2 separate regions of the Rattus norvegicus genome follow, and region 2 is linked to region 1. A link is a contact called in public Hi-C data. All regions are on one chromosome and are shown on one strand. Each heading gives the region's core, a stretch centred on a gene start, on an enhancer-like site or on the middle of the called end of the contact. The rest is flanking DNA. Distances are from core to core; before and after follow the strand shown. Region 1 holds the start of Phf19 (PHD finger protein 19). Region 2 overlaps C5 (complement C5).

Region 1 (5,213 bases), core at 2,663-5,162:
GGAATAATCTTTTTCAGTAACAGATTCTTAGAAACTTCCTTCCTACAGTGCAGAAGCACTGGCGTGAGCGTTCTACACGCATGTGTCACCAACCATCAGGCGAAGCCAGGGTTTTTGATGCCTCCTCCTTTCAGCTGACGAAATGGGGCCTCAGAAAAGTGCCATCACTGCTCGAGGCGAGGCTGTGTAGCTTGGCAGTAGATAGATCGGGGACGAGGTCCAGAGTCCATCCGACCCTAGAACCTGCCTCAGTGGGTGACATCTGTTCTGCTAAGGATAAGTGATATTTAATACGTATCTTCTCTCATGCCAACTGTCATAGGTGCTATGCCATCATCATAGTTCCATGATAAAGACACATGGGTATTATGTCTGGTGATCCCCCAAATCTGTCCAATGTAGATTGAATGACTCCAACTGGCTATATCTATAACACGGTGTCAGCTATCTGAAGGCAGGGGTGGTACTCACTCCAACTCCCCTCTCATCCTCACAGATGACCCTGCTCCATCTCAGCTCGGCCACTCTCATGCTTTCTTGACTGCACCTCCCCCACCTCCCCCACAGGTTCTCTTCACATGCAAATAGGGAACACAGTTCAAATCTATAACTGACACCTCCCTCTCCTCTGGCCTCTTCCTCCTCTCTAGCTCTAGGAGACCCAGAGTAGCAGATGCCATTCAGGAAGGACTCAAACTGCAGGCCCGAGACCCAGTCCAAGCACTCTTGGTGCTAATAAATGTCCAAGCTCCTCTTCCCTCTGCCCTGCTTCCCTTTTGAAGTGTGAGCATTCAGAAAGGAGATCCAGGAGTTGACATTTAATTATCACTTCACTTCTAGACGGGCCCAAGATGAGTACTCAAGGCCTAGGGTTCATGGACTAGAACAGATGCCAGGAAAAAAAAGGGGGTGACAGAGAGGGCAAAACTGAAGGCAGAGAAGAGGCATGGGGGAGCGGCAGTGGACACTTGGACACTCACCATGCTGGATGTCCTTCCAAAGGACCCAGTATTTGGAATTGTCTTCGAAAGTCACGAGGCAGCTTTGCTTAGGACTGCTGACCTGAGGCAAAGAGAGAAGAAATGTGGAGGAGCAGCAGGGGGGAGCAGCAGGAGGGAGCAGCAGGGGGGAGCTGGGTCTCAGTCTTCCTCTGTCTCTCTTGGCCTTGTGCTTCAGAAGACAGGCCAGAAGGAGAGCTGTGTTTCCCACCTCAGAGTATGGCCTTTAGGAACAAGGGGACGACTTAATGGGGATGCTTTTAAGGATCGAAGAGCAGGTCAGAGAGTCATCCATGCCCTGCCCAGTCTGGTGCTTGCTTAAGTTCTTTGAAGAACCTGCTGGGCCACATTGTGCCTGAGGACTTGGAGCCTGCAAAGCCAAGCTCTGGTCCCTTCCACTTTCAGCTTTAGGCATGAGGGGTAAAAGGAGATGAGCAGAAAAACACAGGAGCCTGGGCCCAAGGACCAGAGCAGACTTACCCGCTTGATCTTGCCAAGGTAGTATAGCCCGTCAGTCCACCGGCATAGCACAAACTGTCCCTCTGTCACCTTAGACATCAAGTCTTTGAAGTTCTTTTTGGTCTTAGACGGGGCCCCCTTGTTAGGGCTGGTGGCACCAAAGGCTTCCTGAGTCCCTGGTTCCAGAGCTTGCGTCTCCATCAGCTTCTGCTGACACCGGAGGAGAAAGAGCAATATTTATCTTGCTTCCTGCTCCTGAAATCCAGTAAGGCTCTCAAACACGTTTATTGACAGTACAACTCTGGGAGGGAGACATTATTATCTCATTCTACGGATAGGGAAACAGGAGATACAAGAAGAAGTGGCTGGTGACCCAGAGGCGCAGCCATGGCTCACAGGGAGTCAAGGAGGCTCTATACCATACCATGCTGCTAAGAGAGTGTATCTTCCCGCCATACCTGGCGCAAAGGACCCAGGGATCTGAACCCCACCTCATGTCCAGGAGGCTGAAGCTTTGTCCCATATGTGTGCTCAGTTCCAAGGAAGCAAGCACTTAAAATGTTATGTTTCCCCTAAAACATCTTCAGAGAAAAGCCCACCTAGCAATGAAAATTCTTGAGGTGGCATGGGAACCGCATAACATAGCCATGCGCCCCCCCCCCCTTTTGAAATTCCCCTTTCTGTTCTCGATTAACCGATAACTTCATGGGAACCAGTTTGGGGCATTTAAACCTGCCCATGCTTTTATCCACATACACATTGGCTCAAAGCAGCTAAGCCATTGCCATACCAGTCTAACACATCTGGCTCTCTACATCTCATTAAAGTGCTGCCTTTTGCTTCTCTGTTCCTGATAGAGGTATCACCGTGGTGGTGGTCACTTCTCCAACCAGTGCACTGCCACAGCGGGCTTTTTGGACAGTGGCCTGAGAAACTCCGAATCTCCACCCTAGAGTGGTTGGAGCATCCTGCCCTATTTCCCATCATGTCCTGCTTCCAACTCTTGTCTCATTTTTCCTCATCAGCTATTTCATTCACCTTTTCCAAGCCTATTTTCCTGAGCCTGTTGCTTGCTACTGCCTGGTACCTGGAACGGGGAGCCTCAGGGCACCCAGCTTCTCTATCTGAACCTTCCAGAAGGTTTGTGGCTTCCCAAACCTTCGCTGGTGGTCAGTTATTGCTTTCTCCCCTCCGTGGTCGTATTCCTCCACACATACTCTCCTAAGATCAAATACAGTTTCCTTATGTTGTAGTGTAAGGGGATGGTGGGGGGCGCTCCTGTTCAGGGTTCCTCCCTCTGCCTAAGGTGTTGGGCACCTGGTGCCCTGCCAGCCCACAAGAAGACAGCTCCGGGTGTGTTTTCATGTGAGTGCCTCTTCAGAGACTGTAGGATAGTCTATGGCAGTGTGCCAGTCCTATACGTAAAACTAAATACACGTGGGCATGTGAGGGGCCTGGGGCGGTGGGGCATAGTCAGGATCTAGGGTCTTCAAATGATGGGAATCAACCTCCTTCTGCCTTCTCCTTCCTATCTTTTACTCCAGGGCAGAGGAACAAGCACCAGGTAAGGGCTGTAGTCAGAACTTTTTTGCCATCTCCCTGGCACTTGGCTCTTTGGGAGCTGGGAGATCCCCGCATGCTGGGTCTGGAGTGTGGCCGGCCTCGGCAGGTTCACAAACTGACATTTCCTCCCCCACTGAGATTTTGGGGGCAGGCCGGGTCGCTGCGCCCCCGAGGCCGTGCTGGGCCCCCGGGTGGTGGCCCCCCCATCTCGCCTCCATCCTCCTGGAGAGGGCCCCCGCGGGCTGTGATTGGCTGATTCAAACCCATCGGCACAGAAGTGCTTGTTTGCGGGTTCCCGTCGGCGTCCAGTTCAAATCCGCGGCACTGGGCGCGCGGGGCCGGGCGGGGGCAGGAAGCGCGGATGATTCATGCGCCGAGGCCTCTCCAGGGCGGCCGTTGGCTTTTTAAAAGGGTGTTCAGGGGAGAGGATAGCTTGCAAAAAGTGTCCCCTTCAGCTACAGGCACTCCTTTCCTCAGTTGCTCTAACTGCAAACTTTCCCCGCTCCCAGCCTATCGTAGCCTGACTTTGGACGTGAGCAAAATCCCAAATGCCCTGCCTATCCTCCCCTCCATAGCTTCAAATGGAAAAGAAAAGACACGCGGCCACAAACGGAGACCTGTCACCCACATCCTGCCCAGCGCTGGGGATGTGGCTGGGACTCCCGCTGCCCTGAGGGTACCGCTCGGGCTCCATCTCCGTTCCCATCCTACAAGCGCGCAGCTCCTCAGAACTCCAGCCCCCGCCCGGGGATCGTAGGGCTCAATCTAGGTTTCTGGGAGAGGGATCGTGTGCAGGATTGAAGCGTGAAACGCGGACACTCCCGGGGCGCCCGCAGCGCGGGACTTACCGCGAGGCAGCGCGTCAGCCGGTCCCACTTGGAGTCTGGCCACCAAGCACATCGGTGGCGGTGGTGCGCTCGGCCCAGGACTGCCCGGCCGAGTGTCCGCCCCTGGGGCCGGGGTAGGGGTCTCGGCGGGGGCGGGGCGGGGCGGGGGCGCCGCGGGGAGGAGGGGACGCAGGGAGGGAGGGGCCGGTGCGCTCAGGAAGGGGCCCCCCGGGCGCGGGGCGCCATCTTTTTCGCGTTTTCCCGCGAATTATTGACGTCCCCGCTTATGTAATTAGCAGGGGCCGCACCGGCTTTGCCATTGGAGCCCGCGGCCGGCGGGGCCCCGCAGCGCCTCCCGGGGCCGCCCCCGCGCAGCGAGCAGAGCGGGCACACGCGGAAACACAGCTGCACAGACCCACGGCTGGGCAGGCGTACACACACCACACGCGCACAGCTACTACACCCAGACCTTTCAGGACCCGGGTAGGTCTCCCAACACCTTGATCTTACAGCACGGACACTCCACGTCACTCCCCGGAGACCAGGGCAAGCCTAAGAGAATCGGACACAGGACACGCACACATATGTGTGCCATAAGTCACAACACTCAAAATGACTCTGCCTTCAGCATAGACTCCCGCGAAACCGCGTGCACGGCACACACAAGTCAGCAGCATAGAGCTCCGACACAGTGACCACAAGACCCACTCGAGTATGCCAGTCACGCACTGTAGAGATAACAGTGTAAGAGAAATAGTCACGTAGACCGTGGGCACAAACACGACAAATACGTAAAGGGCAGACCTAAGACAGATCTTGTGGATATGGCTCCAGTCAGATAAGATCTCCCTCCCTCCAGGAGAAAAGACAGAGTGTCCTCAACCAGACTCACTCTTGGCGCCAGGGCTGGAGATAACACTGGTAACACCCACTACCCGCATCTCTGCTTTCGGTCTGGACTGCCCACTGCACCTGCTAGCAAGGCCCCCTGCAGGCACACCCTGCTGGAATGCTTGCATTCTTGGTGTGGTTGTGTACTGCTTTTCCTTCCCAGAGCCTTCCCTGTTCATTTTCCAGGGGCCACACTGGTCCTCTGCTTCCTGCGTGGTGGGCAGTCTGACCTGCAGCGCCTGCCTGCCTTCCACCTTCTTCCCCCCGCCCCCCAGCTTGAGATATAGGAATCCTCTTTCACATGTCCACATCCCCCCTTTCCCCTGGGTCTTCCTGCTTCTCTGGTCTTCCTGGGGATTTGACCCACAGCAGAATCTGGTTAATTTGAGCATCTGTCTCCCTTGGCTGAGCCTGGAAAGGAAGTTGGTAGCAGCCCCACCAGACAGGATCTTCCAGCCTAGGAAGGCATAGCTAC
Region 2 (5,692 bases), core at 1,757-4,256, 73 kb after region 1:
CTCTTCATCTTTCTCTTCCTCCTCCTCTTCCTCACCCCCTCTCCTTCCTTCTCAACTCCCCCTCCAAGCTCCTAAATAAACTCTATTCTATACCTCAGTGAGGAGGCAATGCCTTAGCATGGGCCCACTGCTCATCGTACTATGCTCTGTAAAACATATTCTGGTCTTTTTATAAAACACAGTGCACTAGCTAGGCTGGTTTTAATGTGTGTTTAGAGGATCAGATTCAGGCTCTCGGGCGTGCAAGCCAAGAATATTATCAGTTCAGTCATCTCTCTAGTCCTGTAAAGGTGCATCTCGGTTTCCCCATCAAAGTGAAAGATCATGTCACTGGAAATAGATTCTCGTCACACTCACTCTATAGAACCAGTCTCAGGTGTAGGAAAAAGTCCATAGAAACTTAACCCAGTCTTGTGTCTTTAGGGACCTTCCGATTCAGCTACTAAATAGTCAGCTCTTGAGACAGGGGTTTTCACTTCTGTGAGGCCTCTGCACGGCCTTTCAGGGGCACCTCTGAAACTGTGTGTGAGAGAGGAGAGCGGCCCTTGACGTTGGCGTTGGCCTTGGTGTCTGTAGGAGCTGGCCTGGTGTGTGAGGTCAGGCTACAGTGTTCCTTGTAATATTGTGTCACAGAATGCCAAGGCCAGACAAAAAGCATCAAGAAAAAAAAAAGAAAGAGTACCTCTGCCATCATGTTTGATCAGAGAATAAAAAAGAACATTGCCTAAACCACAAGACTACCACATTCCCCTTTTCTGGCTCATTGAGACCCAAAGGCATCCTTTTTTTTTTTTTAAATTAGAAGAGTGTCAAGATACCCACTGTAGGATTGCTCCTGTATTCAGCCTAGAGAGAAGCTCTGCTTTCTTGAATCATCCCCCACCACAGCCCAAATCCCATAAGTCTTTGCTAATGTGTCCCCATGCTGCGTTCTTCCTCAGCAAAGTCAATAGATTCTACCCAACGACAATCGTTCCCCGTTAAACTGACTGCATGGTGTATAGCTTTAGACTCTGAACGTGGCTAGACACGTCCCAGAACCCAGGCTGACCAGTCCCTCTTTAAATTCATGTTGAGGAACTCCAGTGGACCCCTCCCACTGAGAGTGCCTTATCCACCCTCAGTCTGTTCAGTTTCTCTCTTTCTAGACAATTGCATCCCTCCCGTGCCTCAGTTGGCTTTTTCCACCCGGAGTCTCCTTGATCTGTCTGCTGGTTTCTGAGAGGTGAGCTTTCTTAAGCACAATAGCTCACCGATTAGCTTCTGCTTTTCAGACTCTGCCTCCTGCTGATCGACATGGTCAAGGAGGGATATACCACTGCCCAAGGGTCAAATCCACATCCTCCCTAAGTGCTGTCCCCAGCTGGGTTTGCACTACAGAGGCCACGTGACCTGAGTTGCCTGTTTACAGAAGCTTGAGTCCAGGCCGAGGCAAAGATGATCAAGTAATATGTTTGTTCCTTCTGTTCCTCTTCCTCTTCTTCCTTTTCCTCCTCCTCCTTCTTCTTCAACATGGTCTGAGAGTCACCAAACAAGGATGGTTTGGCCAGAGAGCTCTGTTAACCCACCTGTCCCCACTTGTGGGGTTACAAGTGTATGCCCCGACTCCCAGGTCTGCACAGAGTCTGGGAATTAAGTTCTCCTGACTTTGCCATCTGCCCAACCTATGGTGAACTTCTTAAATCTCAACTATTTTATGTGTCAAGTTGGTTTTTCCTTAAGAAAAAAAATCTAGACTTTTACTTAACACTTTTCCTAAGAGTTACTTTTGGACACATTTGCGGTAAAAGAAGATTTTAAACCAGAACTTGGATGAGCTGCTTCTGTGTTGCCCAGCGTAATGATATCATTGAGTTCTTCTATGGAAACCACTGATAGTCTGGCTAACCTCTGGAGTGACTTGCTTATGTGTCTGCCCTCTGCTTTGAAGACCCTTGTGCCTCTTCACCTCCCTAGGTCCCCACATCCTTCTCTCAGAAGCTATGGACAGCACACACCTTCAGCTCTCTGAAGCACACACCCCAGGGCTGCGTGCATGCATGCATGCATGCCTTTGGTTTTGTTTCCTGTTTCTCATCATGAGATTGTTAGGTAATTTTAGCTCTATAGAGAGAAGCATCCAGGCCCCTTGTTTTTTAGTCTGTCAGAGAGATTAAACCAGTTAGGGGCAAAGCTGAGCCTAGAACTTGGATCTTCACATTCTTCAACATGTATCTGCAGGATAGCCCACAAGCAAGAGCTTCCCGGATCCTGTCAAGTTCTTGGCATTGTGCCAGATACTCGAATTAAGGCAAAGAGAATGCTCGACCTTGCCTACTGGGAGCCATTTTGCCACTTTTCTGAAGCAGAGGAGGGGGAGAGAGAGAGAGAGAGAGAGAGAGGGAGAGAGAGACAGAGAGAGAGAGACAGACAGAGACAGAGGAGAGAGAGAGGGAGAGAGAGACAGAGAGAGAGAGACAGACAGAGACAGAGACAGAGACAGAGACAGAGACAGAGACAGAGACAGAGAGACAAGGCAGGTCGGGGCCTGCTGGCAGATTCCCCTGCCTGCTGAGACATGGAATTCTAAGAGGGGCGAACCTGAAACTCAATGCTAGGGGCTGAAGATTCTATTGACCTTGGTGGAAAGAGGCCTTTGGGATGGGAAGGAATATCTTGCGCACATGTAAGCAAATTGTTTCTGTTAGCTTGTGGCTTTGTTTCCCATGATGCTGTGGGCTATGTGGAGTCTGAGAGAATTCAACCGCAGTACTGACTGGACAGCCCTCCCGATTTCTAACCTTTGTGTGTCTGAGTCTTCCTTTCTGTCTTTCTTATAATCATCCTCACTCCCCACTCAGAGGACTGTTCCGGCCAGACAGGTACACTTGCCGATGTGGAGCTCATGATGGATTCAGGGAGGCACATGCTACACAATTCTATATGATTAAGTCACGGCAGGGGTGCAGGAGCCTTGGAGGAGGAGAAGGGCAGGCTGAGTCAGGATTTGGCTGAGTCTGGAGTGACTAAAGGAGGCGTGCTCAGAAGGGGCCGGGGTAGAAGAGGAGCAGCTCACACGCTATCAACAGTTCAGCTGCATTGGTGGCTTCATCTGGTGACTGTGGTCTGATCTATCTGCCACCACACTTGGGGACAGAAGCCTAACGGCCTGGAGGTCTGTGCTGAGGAAGCAGGGCCTTCCTACCCTCAGCGAGAAGAGGCAGGAGCCAGGAGAAAGCTGGTTTAGCTAAGCCCTTCCACTCTTGCTTGGCATCGTGGTCCTATGCTGTGCAGTGTGGGCTGGGACACCCAAAGCTCCTGGAAGTAGAAAATCCTCTGCCAATAAGGAGACGTGCTATGAAACCCCGCCAGCCTCACAGACGGGGCGGTGAAAGGCAGATTCCTTTTGTCCTTGTTACCCAGTCGGCTGACCTAGTTACACATTTCTTATGTTAATTCAGTGGAACTAGTTAGCCTATGCTTAAGAATCTCTGGTTACATTTGCTTTCATCTTTGAAAATCAAGCCGTGTGAGCAGTGGGCTGTGTGGGAGTGTGGACCCGGGATACCCTGGGGTTTAGATCTGTTTATGCCTCTCAGGGAGGCTGGGGAATTGCTTTATGTTTTGGAGCCTCCACTTTGGCAACTCTAAAATGGTGCTTATAAGCATCCTGTATTTTGTGAGACTCTCAAGCCGCTGGATGGGGATATCTATGCGAACTCCTGAGACCTAAAGTGCTACACACAATGTCACTCGAAATCTAACCCCTGTATAAGTCATTTGTATACAGCACAGACTGAGGATCCAAGAGAGAGTAGGTCTGGGCCAGAATGACAGTCTCGTGAGTCTTGGTTTCCTTTCACCGGGCTTTTGCACTGGGGTCTGCCTTCTGGTAGAGCAATTACTGGCAGGAGTAAGTTCCAGGGGAAATGGATACTGAGAGGAAGAGGCAGCTGGGAGAGCAGAAAGCTTTTCTATCAGGGACACAAAGAAAGCAGGAGCAGGGAACAACTCCCCTGCCTGCTCAGGAGGTCAGGGCCTTCCAGGGTCCAGGGACCTCTACTGACAGCTCCCTCTCAACCCTCGGGTGTGCCTGAAGCTGAACGAGCATAAAATAACACCATTTTCAATACAGTTGAGTGCAAAGTCAAGCTTTTATGGCATTTTCTGTCCTTGGTATTTTTTTTTTCAAGCAAGACCATGTTTTCCTAAGGGGCTACAATTTCAGTGAGTCTCTTCTTCCGGCCCCAACAAACACCCCTGGCTGCTAACGTTACAGACTTGTTCCAGCTTATTGGTGCTGATGTCCAATAGCCTTGGGGGACCTGCCTTCGGCTCTCCACAAGGCTATTTTGTTTCACAAAGTAACTCTTCAACTTACGCTTTACTATAAAGAAAATGTATCCGATTCTAGGCTAAGTTTCCAAGCGATCCTGGCTCCTAGGAGCCACCAACAGGAGTACCCGGGAAGGCCACGCAGCAGAACTTCCTCAGGCATTTTCACAGCCATTTAGAAAGATGTCTTCAGCGAACTCGTCCAAATTAGCTACAAACGCTTGGCAGGATGGACACGTTGTGTCTGTGGGCCAATATTCAATCCAGGTGGAGGAATCTAGAGGGTATATATACCTAGGAAGGCAAAAATGGAAGCAGTGTTGGTGGTGGTGAGGAAGTGTTCCATACTTAATGGTAGTGTGTGTGTGTGTGTGTGTGCGCGCGCGCGCATGTGCTTTCTTGCTCATGGAAGTCAGAGGTCAACCTTGGGTGCTGTTCCTCATGCACTGTCTACATCATTGTTTTTGTTTGTTTGTTTGTTTTTTGAGACAAAGCCTCTTACTGTCCTAGAACTTTGCCAGAGGGTGAGGCAGCCTGACATGTAAACCTCAGGGATCCACCTGGCTCTCTCCAGCACTGAGATTACAAGTGTGTACCGCCAAGCCTGTTTGTTTGCTTGTTTGTTTTTAACTAATTATTTAGTATTTGTTTAATGCATGTGACTGTTTTTTTACATGTATATTTGTGTACCACACATAATGTCTGATGCCTGTGGAGCCCAGAAGAGAACATACAATCACCTGGAATTGGAGTTCCAGGCTATTGTAAGCCACCATATGGACGCTGGGAATCGAACCTGGAGCCTCTGGAAGAATAGCTTGTGCTTTCAATCACAGATCCACATGTCTGCTTTTGTGTTTGTTTTTGTTTTTTTGTCTCTTTTTGGTTTGGATGTAGGTTCTGGTCATTGAAGTCATCACACCAAGCACTTTACTGATGAAGCTGTCATCTCAGCTCATAAGACCAGTTCTTTACAGATAATACGGTGCATGTTTAAACATCCTGCTATTTACAACTAGAACTCTTTGCATAGGAAGGACCAGGCTGGTAGTCAAAGGATGTGGACATGTATTCTCCATTCCCTATCAGTCAAGGCTTTAGGTACTGTGATGATGGCCAATAAGACTACTAATAATTTGTTGATGGAAATTAAGGCACCGATATGGACCATGAATATAGTTAAGAGTAAAGGATGGTTGAGCCAGAAATCAACGCCAGCAACTTACTTGAAACTGAAATTGTGTTTGATCTGCAGAGCCTCTTTGCCCATGATTAAATATTGCTTTCCTTTCACCAGGTTGGCGTTGGTACAGCTTATCTTTTTAATGAAGGTGATCTCAGAGTCCTTCTCAGCAGCGGCTTCCCCTAAGACACACAA

The links. Hi-C and Micro-C count contacts between places; a contact is called where the count stands out from the background.
Region 2: a Hi-C map of the Rat2 cell line shows a contact between it and region 1, with 2.2 times the contacts expected there. The contact joins the enhancer-like site here to the promoter of Phf19 in region 1.

The regions. Positions count from the first base shown.
Region 1 is chr3:38,589,942-38,595,154 of GRCr8, forward strand. Phf19 (PHD finger protein 19) reads right to left here and starts at 3,913. Exons shown (of 15, transcript NM_001106570.1): 1 at 3,869-3,913; 2 at 1,479-1,664; 3 at 981-1,062. The coding sequence starts at 1,658.
Region 2 is chr3:38,664,060-38,669,751 of GRCr8, forward strand. It overlaps C5 (complement C5), which reads right to left. Exons shown (of 41, transcript NM_053020.1): 40 at 5,541-5,679; 41 at 4,115-4,608. The coding sequence ends at 4,470. Among named protein-coding and RNA genes, the nearest start is that of Traf1, 31 kb to the left of the region's middle. Within about 2 kb of position 3,007, at least 15 of the 93 cell types and tissues checked have an H3K27ac peak or open chromatin away from gene starts, as enhancers often do.